3 separate regions of the Mus musculus genome follow, and all the other regions are linked to region 1. Evidence: chromatin contacts called from public Hi-C and promoter capture Hi-C data. All regions are on one chromosome and are shown on one strand. Each heading gives the region's core, a stretch centred on a gene start, on an enhancer-like site or on the middle of the called end of the contact. The rest is flanking DNA. Distances are from core to core; before and after follow the strand shown. Region 1 holds the start of Dlg3 (discs large MAGUK scaffold protein 3). Region 2 overlaps Tex11 (testis expressed gene 11). Region 3 overlaps Tex11 (testis expressed gene 11).

Evidence for each region. Promoter capture Hi-C pulls out the DNA fragments that hold promoters and counts their contacts. Hi-C and Micro-C count contacts between places; a contact is called where the count stands out from the background.
Region 2: a promoter capture Hi-C map of liver shows a contact between it and region 1, with 5 times the contacts expected there. The contact joins the enhancer-like site here to the promoter of Dlg3 in region 1. A contact is called at or near these places in 10 of 39 promoter capture datasets (the 3T3-L1 cell line, the C10 cell line, the SN4741 cell line and 5 more), 2 of 15 datasets of contacts at CTCF or cohesin (the NIH/3T3 cell line and pro-B cells), 5 of 484 Hi-C or Micro-C datasets (brown adipocytes, embryonic stem cells, morula and 2 more), 7 of 115 datasets of contacts at active chromatin or transcription factors (embryonic stem cells, large pre-B cells, stem cell-derived neural progenitor cells and 1 more) and 3 of 9 other capture datasets (adipose tissue, macrophages and pancreatic islet).
Region 3: a Hi-C map of the N1E-115 cell line shows a contact between it and region 1, with 2.5 times the contacts expected there. The contact joins the enhancer-like site here to the promoter of Dlg3 in region 1. A contact is called at or near these places in 7 of 39 promoter capture datasets (the HPC-7 cell line, HPC-7-derived erythroid cells, embryonic stem cells and 3 more), 1 of 15 datasets of contacts at CTCF or cohesin (pro-B cells), 9 of 484 Hi-C or Micro-C datasets (2-cell embryo, 8-cell embryo, the N1E-115 cell line and 4 more), 7 of 115 datasets of contacts at active chromatin or transcription factors (the SCID.adh cell line, embryonic hindbrain, embryonic stem cells and 2 more) and 3 of 9 other capture datasets (embryonic stem cells, liver and pancreatic islet).

Annotation. Positions count from the first base shown.
Region 1 is chrX:100,764,740-100,769,768 of GRCm38.p6, forward strand. It overlaps Dlg3 (discs large MAGUK scaffold protein 3), which reads left to right and starts at 2,983. Exons shown (of 21, transcript NM_016747.4): 1 at 2,983-3,689. The coding sequence starts at 3,333.
Region 2 is chrX:100,891,934-100,896,962 of GRCm38.p6, forward strand. All of the region lies in intron 20 of Tex11 (testis expressed gene 11), which reads right to left. Among named protein-coding and RNA genes, the nearest start is that of Gm24577, 110 kb to the right of the region's middle. Within about 2 kb of position 2,683, at least 2 of the 459 cell types and tissues checked have an H3K27ac peak or open chromatin away from gene starts, as enhancers often do.
Region 3 is chrX:100,835,314-100,840,342 of GRCm38.p6, forward strand. Tex11 (testis expressed gene 11) reads right to left here. Exons shown (of 30, transcript NM_031384.2): 29 at 4,388-4,552; 30 at 3,335-3,747. The coding sequence ends at 3,592. Among named protein-coding and RNA genes, the nearest start is that of Dlg3, 70 kb to the left of the region's middle. Within about 2 kb of position 3,033, at least 5 of the 459 cell types and tissues checked have an H3K27ac peak or open chromatin away from gene starts, as enhancers often do. A contact at or near this core is called in the N1E-115 cell line, where this site is marked.

The DNA of each region.
Region 1 (5,029 bases), core at 1,733-4,232:
TCTGGAGTTAGTAGTTATAGTTGACTCTGTTTAGAGATTGTTCTTCTGGTGATTCTGTTACCGTCTATCAGCAGACCTGGGAGACAGATTCTCTCCTCTGAGTTTCAGTGCTCAGAGCACTCTCTGCTGGCAAGCTCTCTTACAGGGAAGGTGCGCAGATATCTTGTATTTGGACCTCCTCCTGGCCGAAGAAGAAGGCCCAAAACAGGACCTTTCTCAGACACTGTGTTGCTTTGGCAGTTCCCAGGTGGTACAGACTCTCACCTAAGCAGACTAAATTCCTAAGTTCCTTGGAGTCCCGGGACCAAGATGGCGACCGCTGCTGCTGTGGCTTAGGCCGCCTCCCCAGCCGGGTGGGCACCTGTCCTCCGGTCCGGAAGGTGGCCGGCTGTCCCCGGCCCACACAGGGTGCTGCCTCAGCTCCTCTGTGCTTCTGCCTGTTCCAGAAGCTGTCAGGTTCTCTGGCGCACCCTCTCACCTGTTCAGACTAATTTCCTAAGTTCGGCGGGTCCCGGACCAAGATGGCGACCGCTGCTGCTGTGGCTTAGGTCGCCTCCCCAGCCGGGCGGGCACCTGTCCTCCGGTCCGGAAGGTGGCCGGCTGTCCCCGGCCCACACAGGGTGCTGCCTCAGCCCCTCTGTGCTTCTGCCTGTTCCAGAGGCTGTCAGGTTCTCTGGCGCACCCTCTCACCTGTTCAGACTAATTTCCTAAGTTCGTGCATATTTCTTTAAACAGTTCACACCATGGATTGTCTGTCAGTGCTCTCCATACCATCGGGAAGATGTTTAGTAACTTTCGATATAAGTAATCAAATGAGAGACGTGCAGAAATCACGTCTTTCTCTAGAACTGCTTGTAGTACCAAAATCTGCAGTAGACAGGTCTCTGTAAATGAATAGAACCAATAGAATGTATACATATTATATGTGGGCTTATTGGATTGGCTTACATGATAGGGAAACTAGCAGTCCAACAATGGCTGTCTGTACACTGGCAAGGCATGGAATGTGGTAGCTGCTCAGTCCAAAAAAAAAAAAAAAAAGACATTTCAGCAGACCCAATCCAGTGTCAAAAGCCTGGAGAGTCACTGAAAAGTCACTGGTGTTAAGTTCACTTGGATAAAGTCTGGTGGCGGCCAATAATGGCAACAGCAGTGATACGTGCAGTCAAAAGGAAGAGAAGAGGGAATAAAGGGATGGCTCAGTAGCTAAGAGCACTCGTTGTTCTTGCAGAAGACCCAAATTTGGTTCTGAGGGACAACTATCTGTAACTTCAATATCTGAGGATCTGACACGCCCTACTGGCCTCTGCCAGAACTGCACGCAAATGGCTCAAATACATACATGCAGGTAAAACACTAGTACACAGAAAATGAAACAAGTCTACAAATAATTTTTGTAAAGGAAGTGAAAGCAGGCATAGGCTTGCTGCATTTTACTCAGACCTCTCTGTATCTGGGTGACCCATTGGAAGATGCCACTCCCACTGAAGGTCTGTTCATCCGCACTTGAAATGCCCTCACAGATATGCCCAATGCGTATCTTCTAGGTGATTCTAATTCTACTGAAGTTGACAACCATGGCTAGTTACCATAACTATATGGTTTTCTGTTCTTTGTTGCACTTACGTTTGTCTACATCCTCTCAGGGACTGGGTCTGTTTGTTGTATATCGTATTGTTCTATTACTATATTCTAGAACAGTGTTTGGCATGAACATCTGTTGAATTAAGCCCAAGTCTCTATTCACAACACCCATGTGATGGCTTTACACCGGGTAAGTGCTCAATTAATGTCTGTTAAATGAAACGGAGACCTAAAATCTGCAGAACTTAGAGCACAGTGCTTATCTGAGTAGTTTAGAGCATGGGTTCCAGTCAAATGGCAAGAACTTTCATCTCTCAGTTATGCTACCTAGTTGTGTTAGCACCGCTGAGCTTACAGTTCTTATTGGTAGAATGGAGGTACCTTTAGTACTGCCTTGATAGAGACTTTTGTTTGCACCTCAGACTTTGTAACGATTCAGTCATTGTCTGCTAAAGATAAAACAAGGACAGAAACAAAAAGCTAGCCTGGGTGGCACCTGTAATATCACCAATCAAGTAGTTGAGGCAGGATGATCACTCTGTCTCAAAAAAAAAAAAAGATTCTTTCTGTCTTATGATTACCCTTTCCCCACCTTCCAACAGCGTGAGCGAGGAGAAGTCAAGGAGACCTCCTTCAATCGGGATTCCTGGGTGCTGTGCCAGAACCAAAGAATTGGCTTCTTTCACTTTAGATCTTTTCTTACCACTTCCTTGTACCCGAACTCCCTTTCCTCGTAACATTTCAAGCCTCTTTTCCCTAACATAACCATGGAGTGGAGGCAGAAGTGTCGGAGGCAGGCATAAATAGTTTTCTCTCGTTGCCGGTTCTGAGGTTAGTCTCTCACTGGTGATGTAAGAAAGGTCGACTGTGAGAGATACTCATTACAGGGCCTAGGAAATGAAAGAACAATGGTCCTGATGAGGATGCGCTGACAGACCTGGATGCTGCCCTTTTCCTTGGTCCCCTGCAGGAGGCAGCACTTCGCGCACCCTGTCCAGATGCCCCTTTGATCGGTTCTATTGCTGCCTTTACTTCTGATGGCCCTAGCTTAGAGCAAGCTTAGGGACCCATTGAGCATCTCACTGCAACTCCCTCTTGCCAGTGGGGCGGGGTGGAGCGGGCAGAAGACAGCCTGAAATTGGCAACACGAGAACACAGGATCGCAGGATCATACTCTTCAGCTCTCTAGTGGCCCAAATCTCAGCCACCTAGACTAGGGTTGCCAGTAACTCCACAGAATAGGGGAGATGTGTCTGAGTCCGGGGGGTGGGGGGGCGCCTCTGCTTCTGCTCCTTTAAGAAGCCGCTGTTTAGCATTCCTGCTGCTGCCGCTGCCGCTGCCTGACTCTGCGCTCTGATTGGCTGGAATCAATTGAGAAGGGAGCCAGGGAGAGATGCTCTTGACTCCACTCAGATCCATCCTGGGGACCTGAGCAGAAGAGGTTCTCGCCGCACCTAGCCTTTGCCTGGGCGCCCGATTCTTCTTTGCCGCTGGGCCTCGGCCCAGAAGCCACAACGGGCGACACGGAGCCGCCAGTGCTGGAGGGGGAGCCATGGGTGCGGGGCAGCGTGGGGGCAGAGGCCCCAGGACGCCCGCCCGGCCCCAGGCCCCGCTCAGCCAGGGCACCCCCACGGGTGCCCCCTCCTTCTTGGTCTGAGCAGTGCGAGTGTGCTAGGGAGCCCGGCGGCGGCGGCGGCGGCGTGGAAACTGGCGTGGGCTGGGGGGTCCGAGCCGCGGGGGGCAGTGCCATGCACAAGCACCAGCACTGCTGTAAGTGCCCCGAGTGCTATGAGGTGACCCGCCTGGCCGCCCTGCGGCGTCTTGAGCCTCCTGGCTACGGGGACTGGCAGGTGCCGGACCCCTATGGGCCAAGTGGGGGCAATGGGGCTAGCTCCGGTTATGGAGGCTACAGCTCGCAGACCCTGCCTTCACAGGCAGGGGCTACCCCCACCCCTCGCACCAAGGCCAAGCTCATCCCCACAGGCCGAGATGTGGGGCCAGTGCCCCCTAAGCCAGTCCCCGGCAAGAGCACCCCAAAACTCAACGGCAGTGGCCCCGGCTGGTGGCCCGAGTGCACCTGTACCAACCGGGACTGGTATGAGCAGGTAAGGACCGGCAGATGAGGAGGAGGGGAGGCTGGTGGGACAACCCAAAGGACTAGGGATTGGGGTCTAGGAAGTCTGGGGAGCAGTAGAGGTTGCTGGGGCTCCAAGTCTATGGATCTGAGCCTTTAGCAGCTGACCAAAGAGAGACTGTTGAAAATACATCTTCTATGTGTGTCTGTTTAGGGGGTCTCCGTTTGGAGGGGATTGGGAGGAGCTGTTTGTATCAGGGGGTGATGGTATGGCGGAGGGGCACATTTTTCTAGTGTGGGGGATTTGGGTTTGTCTCAGTGCAGGGCGGGGGGGTGGCAGTGTCTCTGTGTCTGGCAGGGGGCGGGAGGTTCTGCGGGGGTTGTATGTGGTGTGTGTCTCCATAGGAGGGGAGGAGGGGGCATGGTGCTCTGCGTGGGGGGGACATATGTGTTTGTATGTATGTTGGGGTGTGTGGAAGAAAGCAATGGAGCTTGTGTGAATGTATGTATCAGAACCCATGTGCCCAGATGGCTGAGCGTCATCTCTCCATACCATGAGTCCCTCTCCATCCCAGTCCCTTTGTGTGTGAACGTGCACATGGATATGTGAGGATGTGTCTCTGAATGTGAAGGTGTCTCTGTCGATGAGGCTGCAGGGATAGCTGTGTTCGCCCGAGGGTGTCTCCATGTATATGTGTGTAAGCATGTGGCTTCAAGAGTGTACACGTGTGTGTGTGTGTGTGTGTGTGTGTGTGTGTGTGTTGTCCCTGATGAGAAGCGCTTAACAGGCAAAAGGGGGGGGGGCAAGACACATCCCAAGCAAGGCTGAGATGCTGCTGAGAAGGACAGACTCTTTTGTCCAAGCTGCTCTGAAGTGTGTGCTGCGGGGGGTTGGGGGGCAGGGGGTGTTAAACAAGCCTTCTTGCTCCAAAGCAGGCATATTGCCTGGAACCAGGCAAAGGGTAGCTGCCCTAATGCAGGGTCTTCTCTGAGTGGGACATGGCCCTTATGGGTACCCACAGATGTGAGAGAGCTTAGCTCCCCAGCTCTGATTTGGCACAGCTTGGGAGCCCCTGGGTGCTGGGCACAACTCCGGCTTCCACTCCCAGCCTGAACTGCCAGCTTAGAAAATGGAAGGAGCGTCTGTGGGAGAAACAGCAAAATGGAGGCTGGGCCAGCAGAGCCAGGTCTCTGGCACGCATGGCGGAGGGCCTGTCTAGTTCTTCAGTTCTGCAACCCCCAGGGTGGAAAGAGAGGAGGAGAGGCTTTGCTCTCTATGGAAGGTGCTGACTGTCCCAAGCTGGTGACCATCTGGTCACCCCTGTCCTCTTCGGAGAATAGGATGTGCTTTTACCTAGAAGCAAAAGAGGG
Region 2 (5,029 bases), core at 1,433-3,932, 130 kb after region 1:
CCAAAGATTGTTAATGATATGCTAATGGAAGCTAGACTTTCAAAGAATTAATACAAAGAATAAATAAATAATAAAGGTGAAATAAATACTGAGTGGGTTATAGGCTGGCTTCTTCACCTTGATGACTGTACAAGATATAGGGGAGGAGACACTAAGGAGTATCCTCAATAGATAAACTCTTTGGCTTCTGAGTGAACTGAGGGAAAGAGGCTGGAAAAGGATGTTGATATAAATGCAATTCTTCCCAAAGGGATAAAATACTAGTATTAAGACTATATATTTTTCTTCTTATCTCTTTCATATCACCTCAGTTTTCTGTTTCTGACTTATTTAAGTAGCTGCATAATCATGTCTATCATGTCTACTACAAGTGCTAACAACAGAACCATTTCTAAGTAGGAAACTATACCTGGATTTTATAGTCTTTTTAAAATGCAGGGTCTCTCTTCATAGTCCTGGCTGTCCAGGAACTCATTCTGTAGACTAGGTTGGCCTTGAATTTACAGAGATCTACCTACCTCTGGCCACTGAAGGTGGAAATAGGAGGATCATTGTGAGTTCAAGGCCAGACTGAGCTACACAGTGAGTTCACAGCCACTCTGGGCTACAGAGTGGGACCCTGTCTCAAAAATGTGTTGGATAAAAGCAGCCTGTTAATAAATGGTAGTAAAGAAACTGGATATCCATACATAGAAGAGCAAAACTAGAGCACTGACTCACCGAGTATAAAAACTAACTCAAATGATCAAAAGCTTTAATGTGAAACTTGAAACTATTTCAAGAAAACAGGACAAACACTTCAAAATATTGACACAGGCAATGATTTCTTTGATAGGACTTTAGTAGCTCATTAAAAAGCAAGAATTCATAAATGAGATGGTGTTCAGTTAAAAGGCTTCTGCATAACAAAAGAAATAATCTAGTCAAAAAATAGCCTACAGATAGAAGAAAAATCCATTAGCTAATCCTATGGTAAGGGACTAATATCCAGAATGCATAAATAATTTTGAAGTGACACTGGAAGAGTAAATACTAGAATCAATTAAATTGGCAAATGGTCTGAAAAGACACTTTCCAAATGAGTAAGTACAAATGACCAATAAATAGAAGAAAAATACATAGTATTATCAAGCCATCAAGGAAATGCAAATTATAGCTACATCAAGGTTGCATGTCTCCCCCACTAGAATGGTTTTTATAGAAATGAAACTAAAAAGCAATAACAAGTACTGCCAAGGATGTGGAGAAAAATGAACACCTACACTCCGTTGGTGGGAATAAAAATTAGCTCAGCCATCTCTAAATCAGTAGAGAGGTTCTTTTAAATATTAGAAATAAAACTGCTATCTGATCAAGGTATGTCATTCCTGGGTATCTGAAAGAAATAAAATTAACACACAAGGAAATATCTGCACACTCATATTTATGGCTAGTCACAATAAGCAAGATATAGAACCAGCCTAGATGTTCATGAACAAATGAATGGATAAAAATTGTGTCTGTCTATCAATCAATCTATCTATCTATCTATACATACATACATACACACACACACATATACAATATTACACAAACAAACACACTCCCTATATAATGGGAGTCGATGCATTTACTAGACTAATACTGCTGTCTGAATCTGGTTCAGCAGAGTGGCTAAATCTCATGCTCATTCTTAAAAATAGATTTTTTTTTGTTAAAAATGGAGAAAAGGAGAAATAGAACATTGAGAGAGAACCCTAATGAAAACTGGGCTTAATGTGACACTGTATCGGCTTAGGTCCCTTAGTTGTAATATCTGTATTTATCTGGTAAAGTATATTGATGATGGAGGCTGATTATAGGTAAATAGGGAGAATGGATATTTGAAAAATCTCTGTACTGTCTTCTCAATTTTGCTGTAAACCTAAAACTATTCACTAAAAAGCAGTGAGGGAGTGAGTTATCCCAGCCCAGAAAGACAAACACTGCATGTGTACTCTCATCTGTGGTTCCTAGCTCCCAATCCTCAGTGTGAGTATAACACAGAGGGACCTCAGAAACCAGGAAAGTATAAAGAATCAGTAGGTGGGAGAGAGATGCTTGAAATGGAAATACGAAGATGCAGGTGATATGAAGTGGGAAACATTAAAAAAAAAAAAAAAGAGGTGGCTCCAGATCTGTAGGAAGTCAGTTAATACAGACAGAGGAGGGAGAAGGAACAAATAATATGAGAGCTATGTGATAAAGCCTCAAAGAATCATCTTATTTTATATTTACCTAAAATTATATATAATACATATAAGTATGTGTTTATATGTACATGTATCTAGATAGATAGATACATGTACATAGAAAACATATATGTTATATATACATGTATATATGTCCATATGTCCTAAAGGAAGTTAAGCCATGTGGGCTACCAATGTTCCCTAAAAGAAACATAGACTAACAAAAACTCTAGTACCAGAAACGAGAAACCTTCCTTTGAATGGTTGGTCAGCATAGTCCAGGTGACTCTCAAAACTAGGCTATCCATGTAGCCCTTGGTGGCCTCTCAGCTGGATCTAACCTGAAAGCCTCTTTTCTGCACTCTAGTTTCCATGGTGACAGAAAAATATACAAGCTGCCAATGGAGGGAAGCAATTAAACAGTCCTCCCCAGGTGCAATAGCTATGAACTATAACAAGGTATTACCAGCAGGGCAAGGTGTGTGCAAAACTGCAGTAAGTGGCACTCACACATTTGAGGTAACTTACAGCTGTGTAATTGGACTTAGAGCTCATTTGATAAGGAAGAAAATCTTGCCTGGAACTTGTTTCTGGGGCCAGTGTGGTCCAGAACCTTGGAAAAAAAGCTTCTACTGCCACTCTGCTAGGCCAGCATAATTCCTAACTACATTAATAATCTTATCCTGATACCCACAGATGAGTGCAGCTACCATCCCTCATCAAAGAAGCCTCTCTTCATAGAAGATGGAGACCATCACAGAAGACCACAACAGGGCACAAAGCAGAAATCAATAGATCATATGATACCAAGCCCAGGGAATACGTCTATATTATAGCTTCTACATCTTGCTTAGGGAACATCAGGGAAAAGCAGGAAGAAAGATTGCTAAAGAGCCACATCACCAGGAAGTCTGTCATGAAACAATCTCTCGTAGAAATGGCTACATAAACAATGACAATATCAATGGATATAATGATGTAATGGGGGGAATTTTTCAGGCTCTCACCTTTAAACCAAGAACCACAGGTTCCTAATGACTGCTGGGGGGAGGAGAATCAGCCTCTAAAGGAAAACTTAGGGGTTCTTTGGAAAGTCAGTTGGATGGTGTTTTGCTGGGGCAAACATGTGATAGAACATTTCATTAAAGTGGGCACAGGTGTAAAAGGCTAAGGCAGAGTCATGAAGGAATGTTTCGCTGATGCAAACACAGGAGAGGATGTTCTGCTAAGGCAAGCATGTGAAAGGACATGTGATGAAGGATTCTTTGCTAACAACATGCATGTACTGGTCTGCCTCATATAGCATAGTTGAGCTAAATTTATTGGGACTCCATGGAGAGAAACACACCAAAAAACTTCTGGTGGTGTGCTGCAGTTTGTTGCCACTTCAGTGGACTCAGGCTGACTGGATGCATGTGCTGAGGCAAGGCCTGTGCTAAGGCAAGGCACATGGAGGACACATGATATTTGGAGGGTATAAATAGGACTCCACAGAATGACGGAGACAGAGCTTGGCTTGCTGGTACAGCAAGCTGGTACACTTCAACACTTGTGGGTCTCTACTCTTCACTTATCTTTGCTCCCCTGAGAGAGGCACAGTAGAAAACTTCTCCTGATGTTCCTCTTGGTCCCTCCTGCTGACACAAGCTGAGGCTGAGGCCTGGCTGTCTGTACTAGGTCATGTCACCGCTGTGCTAACCTGACTCTACCAAACTGGACTGCTGGTGTATCCCTGGAGTGTTTGCAAGTGGATTGAGTGGCTGCTGCCGGCTGACCTGTAAATTGATGAACTGCTTGCTCCAAAGAACCTTTCTAAACCTTTCCACTTCCCTGTATCCTTTCTTTTCCACTACCTCTGGTGGTTGGTAGACTAGAAGGGAAGTTAAAGTTAAGAACCATCATTAAAAATAGCACTTGAGAAAATTAAAGTTACAAGCCTCTCCCAGACCCAAAAGGACATGCATAAATTACAGGGATGAAAATAGAGAGGAGCCTGAGGAAAAGAAGGTGCAGCGACAGACCCAAAGTGGGATCCAGCTCAAAGGGAGGTCCCAAGGCCTGACACTATTACTGAGGCTATGGAGTGCTCACAGAAAAGGATCTATCATGAATGCCCTCTGAAAGACCCAACAAGCAGCTGAAAGAGTCAGATGCAGATATTTGCACCCAACCAATGGACAGAAGCCTCTGACCCCTGTTGTTGAATTAGGGGAGGCTGAAAGAAGCTAAGGAGAAGGGCAATCCTGTAGGAGGACCAGCAGTCTCACCTAATCTGGACCCCCGAGATCTTTCAAACACTGGACCATCAAAGAGACAGCATACACAGCTGATATGAGGCCACCAACACACATACAGTAGAGGACTTCCGGGTCTGTGTTCATTCAGAGATGATGCACCTAACCCTCAAGAGACTGGAGGCCCCAGGGAGTTTAGAAGTCAGGTGGGGTAGGGGGTGGGGCATCCATGTGGAATTGGGGTCGGGTGGGGAGGAAGGTGGATGGGGAGGGGTGGGGAATGGAATATGGAGTGAAAAAAATGAATTACAAATAAAATGAAATTTAAAAAAATAGGACTTGAGCAAATTAAAGTTACAAGCCTCCCCCAGAGATAAGCATCCTTATTGGTTATCCAATGGAGTGTGGTCAGCCCTGAAAACATATACACACAAACAATACAAGCAGACTCAGCAGGTTGTACTCATACATATTTGTGCATGCTCACACATATGCATGTATGTATGTGTGTAATCAGTATAATCAAAGAAAAGGAGGCTATCAACTTAGAATGGGGAAGCATAGGAGAGTTGAAAGCATGGTACT
Region 3 (5,029 bases), core at 1,783-4,282, 71 kb after region 1:
GAAAACACATTGTAGTGTCTTCCTGGGGCTTTTAAGAGATGCTGCAGGATGGTGCTGAGGGTGTAGCTAAGCTGGTAGAATGCTTCCTCTATTATGCCTGAATCCCTGGGTGCAATCCCCAGCACCCTATAAAGTGAGGGTGGCAATGCACACTTGTGATCTCTGCACTTGGAAGGTGGACTCAGGAGGATCTGGAATGAGCTTTGCAGATGAGTGGGATAGTCAGAAAGGTGGGGAAAATGGCAACACTGGAAGGGTTAGAAATAGGTAAAGGAGGGAAGACTACAACAAATCTGAGTACCAGATTGAAGATGGAGGTCAATGCCATGGTTTTATACTTGTGCGCGTGCATGTTGGGAATAATGTATAAGTATGTATATATATATCTCCACATGTTTCTTTCCTAGCTCTGCTCAATCTGAAGAGTGTCACCCCAGCTAACAATGAATGTTAACTAGGACTTAGATCTTGTGACCTGTAACCATTCTCTATCCAAAAGAAGCAGATTTCTTTGAACAAATCACTTATTCCGAGATCAGGGCAGGAAATGTATGAGATGAGCCTGGAGATCTCACTGTTCCACAGGTTAAGAAGTACTTATAGAAAATGGAGACATGCCAAAAGAGCACAGAACAGATAATGATAATGGTGAATTATTATCCACTGAACAAGTAAGACTCTGCTAATGTATAAATAAAATGTAGGTTAAAAGGAGGAGTGGAATAAGGGATAAATAAGTGGAGATAAGCTCTGTGGCAGAGCATTTACATGGACAAGGCCCTGGAGAGAATAAAAAGTGGAGAGGCAGAACATGCCTTATCTTGTTAAAGCCAACTAGGAAAGGGAACAATGGAGACAGAAAATCCAACAACTGGCAAGCCACTGCAGTAAAATGGACCCAGGTAAGACTTATCAATTGATGCAAAAACTTGCTTGTGAACATTAATGAGGAACAGGATATTTACTTAGCCTCAAATTACCTTCCACCAAGAACTCCATAATTACTCACTAATTACTAAGTACAAAATGTTTATCAATTAACCTTACCCTGGAGAAACCTGGCAGAGACCGTCTTAACTTTCAGTCCGTAATAGGGCAGATTGACACTGAGTGCTTGCTGGTGGGCAACGGAAAGCAACGTGACCAGGAACACTGCTTTTGTGGCTCTGCTTGTCCAGAGTGGGTAAACAGAATCTAATCAGCAGCAAAGATCTGACCTAAACTTCAGTTCATGCTCCAAAGCCATTAGTCTGTGCTCTGAAATGTTAAGGTCATTTGCAGGAGATGAAAGGAACAAGACAACTAAGTGCAGCTTCTGATCTTGACTTTCTCAAGGACTACTGCTGTCAATGGCCCTGTGGAACACATGGCAGAAGCAAATCACTGCTGGGTTTCTGATTCTGATGTTTCCACTATTGTTCTGGATCGATTGGATTGGTTTTTTTAATACACTCACTCTTGTAGATGATGGTATGTTTTGTTTCTAGCTCCCTACTCCCCGTGTCTCACCATGCACTCCTTACAATGATGTTCCAGCCACGTGACCAGAGCCAACAAGAGCCCAGCAGCCACGGACTGAAACCGCTGAAAGTGTGAGCCAAAATGAATCTTTCTCCCTCGAAGTTTTCTTAGATATTTGTCACAATGGAAAATTGACTAAATGGTTTGTACACAGTTCATTCTGTTTAAAAATATCAGCATGCAAAGTTTGAAGTGAAAACTTCAGAAGCCTATTAAGAATCTGAGAAAGTTATACTGGCAAAGACATCATGAATAAGAAGCATTTATACTTAAGACTAAACTCAGATATCAAGCCCTGACACATGCATAAGAAACTGTGAAATCTGTCTACTTTCAAATACATCACATCTCACAAAATTCACTTTAAATATTATTTTTTTTAAAGATTTATTTATTATTATATCTAAGTACACTGTAGCTGTCTTCAGATGCACCAGAAGAGGGCGTCAGATCCCATTACGGATGGTTGTGAGCTACCATGTGGTTGCTGGGATTTGAACTCAGGACCTTCGGAAGAGCAGTCGGTGCTCTTAACCACTGAGCCATCTCTCCAGCCCCTAAATATTATTATTGAGAATGTGTATAACAAAATATTAAACATAATTTTAAATATCATTGAGAATATGTATAACAAAATCTCTCTCAGGTTTTAGAACTAGGAGCAGAGTGACCAAAACATAGCGACTAAATAAAACTGAGTGATTGAATACCATAGTTAGAAGGTAATAGAGGAACTCCTCTCAGGTTCATGGTGGTATGTCTTCATGTCACCTGTCCAGCATGTGACATTCTTCAATTCCAGAATTGCTAGATTGTTCCTCCAGTCTTTCCTCTGTGTCAACTGCACCTTCAATGTTCTCCCAATAATGCTAGATGGTTGACACACACATTTCGGTTTACGGGTTAGAAAAAGTTGAGAGGTCAGTATGAATGTGATGCAGAAGAGTACTTGTTCCTGAGAGTCTGTGAGACAATCTCAAGGGACTGAGACAGCAAGCAAACAGCAAACAGCAATGTAGCCACATCCATTGGATGAAGGGTGCACAGCAGGTGTTTGTGCTTACCCATGACTTTTATTACATATGCAAGTATTCGAAAACCAGTGCTTGGAAATGTCATAAATAGAAGAGAAATCGGGAGAGAGAGAGAGAGAGAGAGAGAGAGAGAGAGAGAGAGAGAGAGAGAGAGAGAGAGAGAGAATAAGAGCAATGTGGTACTACTTAATGTTAGTGCAGGCAGACTGAGAATACTGAACCCTCTTTGGAGTGTGAGAATTGGTTCTTGGAAGGGAAAGGAAGGATCATAGGAGGAATGGCTGAGAGGCCAAAGGATACTGAACCCAAAGAAGAAAAGGCTGGACGATGGGGTGATGATTTCTGTCTGATTCTCTAAAGGGCACCTGGAATGGAAATAGCAGACTTATTACTGGGAAACAGATTTTTGTTGAGTATAAGGAAAAGCTTTTTACCAATTAGCCAAGGCAAAAAGAAGGGTGTGTTTGAAGAGTCATAGGATATGATTCATTCTCAGTGCCCCACTCTCTGACAGGTTCTGACTATGTAGCACAGGATGTGTTTTAATAGAGTGCTCAAAGAAAGATCTCATGAATCTGATAAATTCAGAAGCCAGTGACCACTAGGCCCTCCCAACGATGTTTATGGCTCTGTTCTCTCTCAGCTTAGGGAGTTTGGGCAGGAGTGGACTTCCATTTTATTCACATGGGGCGTCTTGCCCTAGCATGGACTGTTTCAATATAACTCTTAGCAGTTAGGAACATTCACCTTTCTTCTAGAAATCAGCTGATCAATGGGGTGAAAGTCAAAATGCTTTTATTTGAGAAAATTTCAGTCAACAAGGCTTAAGAAAACAAAAGTTCCAGGGAACATATGACACACACTGAAATAGTCAGCGGCTCATGAATATACACCTTCAAGTTGCTGTGAGCTAGTCTGCTTTCTACAACCTCCTTCAATCATTATGACTCTCCACTGAAAAGTAAAATCACTCTTTACTTTTATCACATGTACCCACAGTGACCAGAGGGGAGTATCAGATTCCCTGGAACTGGAATTACAGATGGTTTTGAGCTGCCACGTTGGTGCTGGAAACTGAACCTTGATCCTCCGGAGGAACAATAAGTGCTCTTAATTGTTCAGTCATCTCTGTAGATCTTAAATCCGTCTTTTTATCTAATATTTCCATGAGGTTGGCATACAGAAGATTCACCTGAGAAAGAAAACAGCAGACAGACTTTAAGAAAAAGGAAAAAAAAAAACCAACCAGTGTGGGAAAGCTTCCCAGATCCACAGTGATGGCACAGTGATGGCCCTTGAGGTCTGAAATCTGAGTTGCTATTGGGAAGAGGAATCTCAGTACAGTAGGCCTGTTTAATTAGGAACAGGCAGCTCTAGTAAGGAAGGTAATCAAAACAGAAAAGATTTGTTGTTCTTATTTGGTAACAAGGCTGTTCCTTACCAAACCTACCCTGGTTAGCAGGTCTAGGTGCTTGAAACACAATAGTCCCTGGAGAAATGCCTGTTTGACCAGCCATTGTTTGCACAGAGGCCAGCTCTTACCCACACACATTGGCACTGACAGTGATTTATCTTTCCAGAGTGCACTCCTGGCAGTCCTCATAATTAGATTCCATTCAGTATCCCTGTTTCCTCTTCCCCACCCTTTTTGGTTTCACTCTAAGAAATTACTACACAACCTCTTACCACATGAATTGCTACAGAAGCTCTGAGCTCTTCAAAGATGAAGATCTTTACCTAGTCAAGCAAGGTAGGATGTGTCTTTAAGGGAGCCTTGCATGCCTTCTGTGCCCTCTAAGTTATGCCACCCACTGCAGGCTTCTCCCTCCTACCTTTGCTTCATAGCTTGTTTTGAGGGTGCTAAGGTGGCCAAGGAAATCCAATGCCATTGCAGCCCACCTTTCTGCAGATATATACTTGTTCTTGCTAGACATCAGTATTCCAATATTCCAAGACTTGATCATTAGCCATACAATCTCCTCTTCTGGGTATCCTTCCTGAAATCCAAGAAGAGTGGGTGTTTTCAGTTATCATCGCCACTACTGATTGCAACACTCTATCACGTCCCATTACAGTTAAGCACCGAGGCTAGCACAAAGGAAAGATTGCTCCTGGAGAACAGGAGAGTACATTGAAGGTATGGCACTTGTAGAATGTTCCACAGTGAAGTCTTAGGAAGTGACACAAATATAGGAAAAAAAAAAGCACTGAGGCCCTCCTCTACCGAGAGAAAATGAACTCAGAAAACCAGGTCTTGGTCTCCTGGAAGCAAGAGAAAAATATGTATCCTGCTTGGATCTTTCATTGCTGCCATCCTCAGCCAATTATCTTCACAATCCCAAGATGGTCAAGAAACTGTTTTACTGAGTCTCTTAATTTCCTTGACCAGAATGAATTTCTATTCTTGAAACAGTAATAATATTAATCGTTAGTGTTGAGATAATCTACTAAAGCTATGAACAAAGGTCACATTT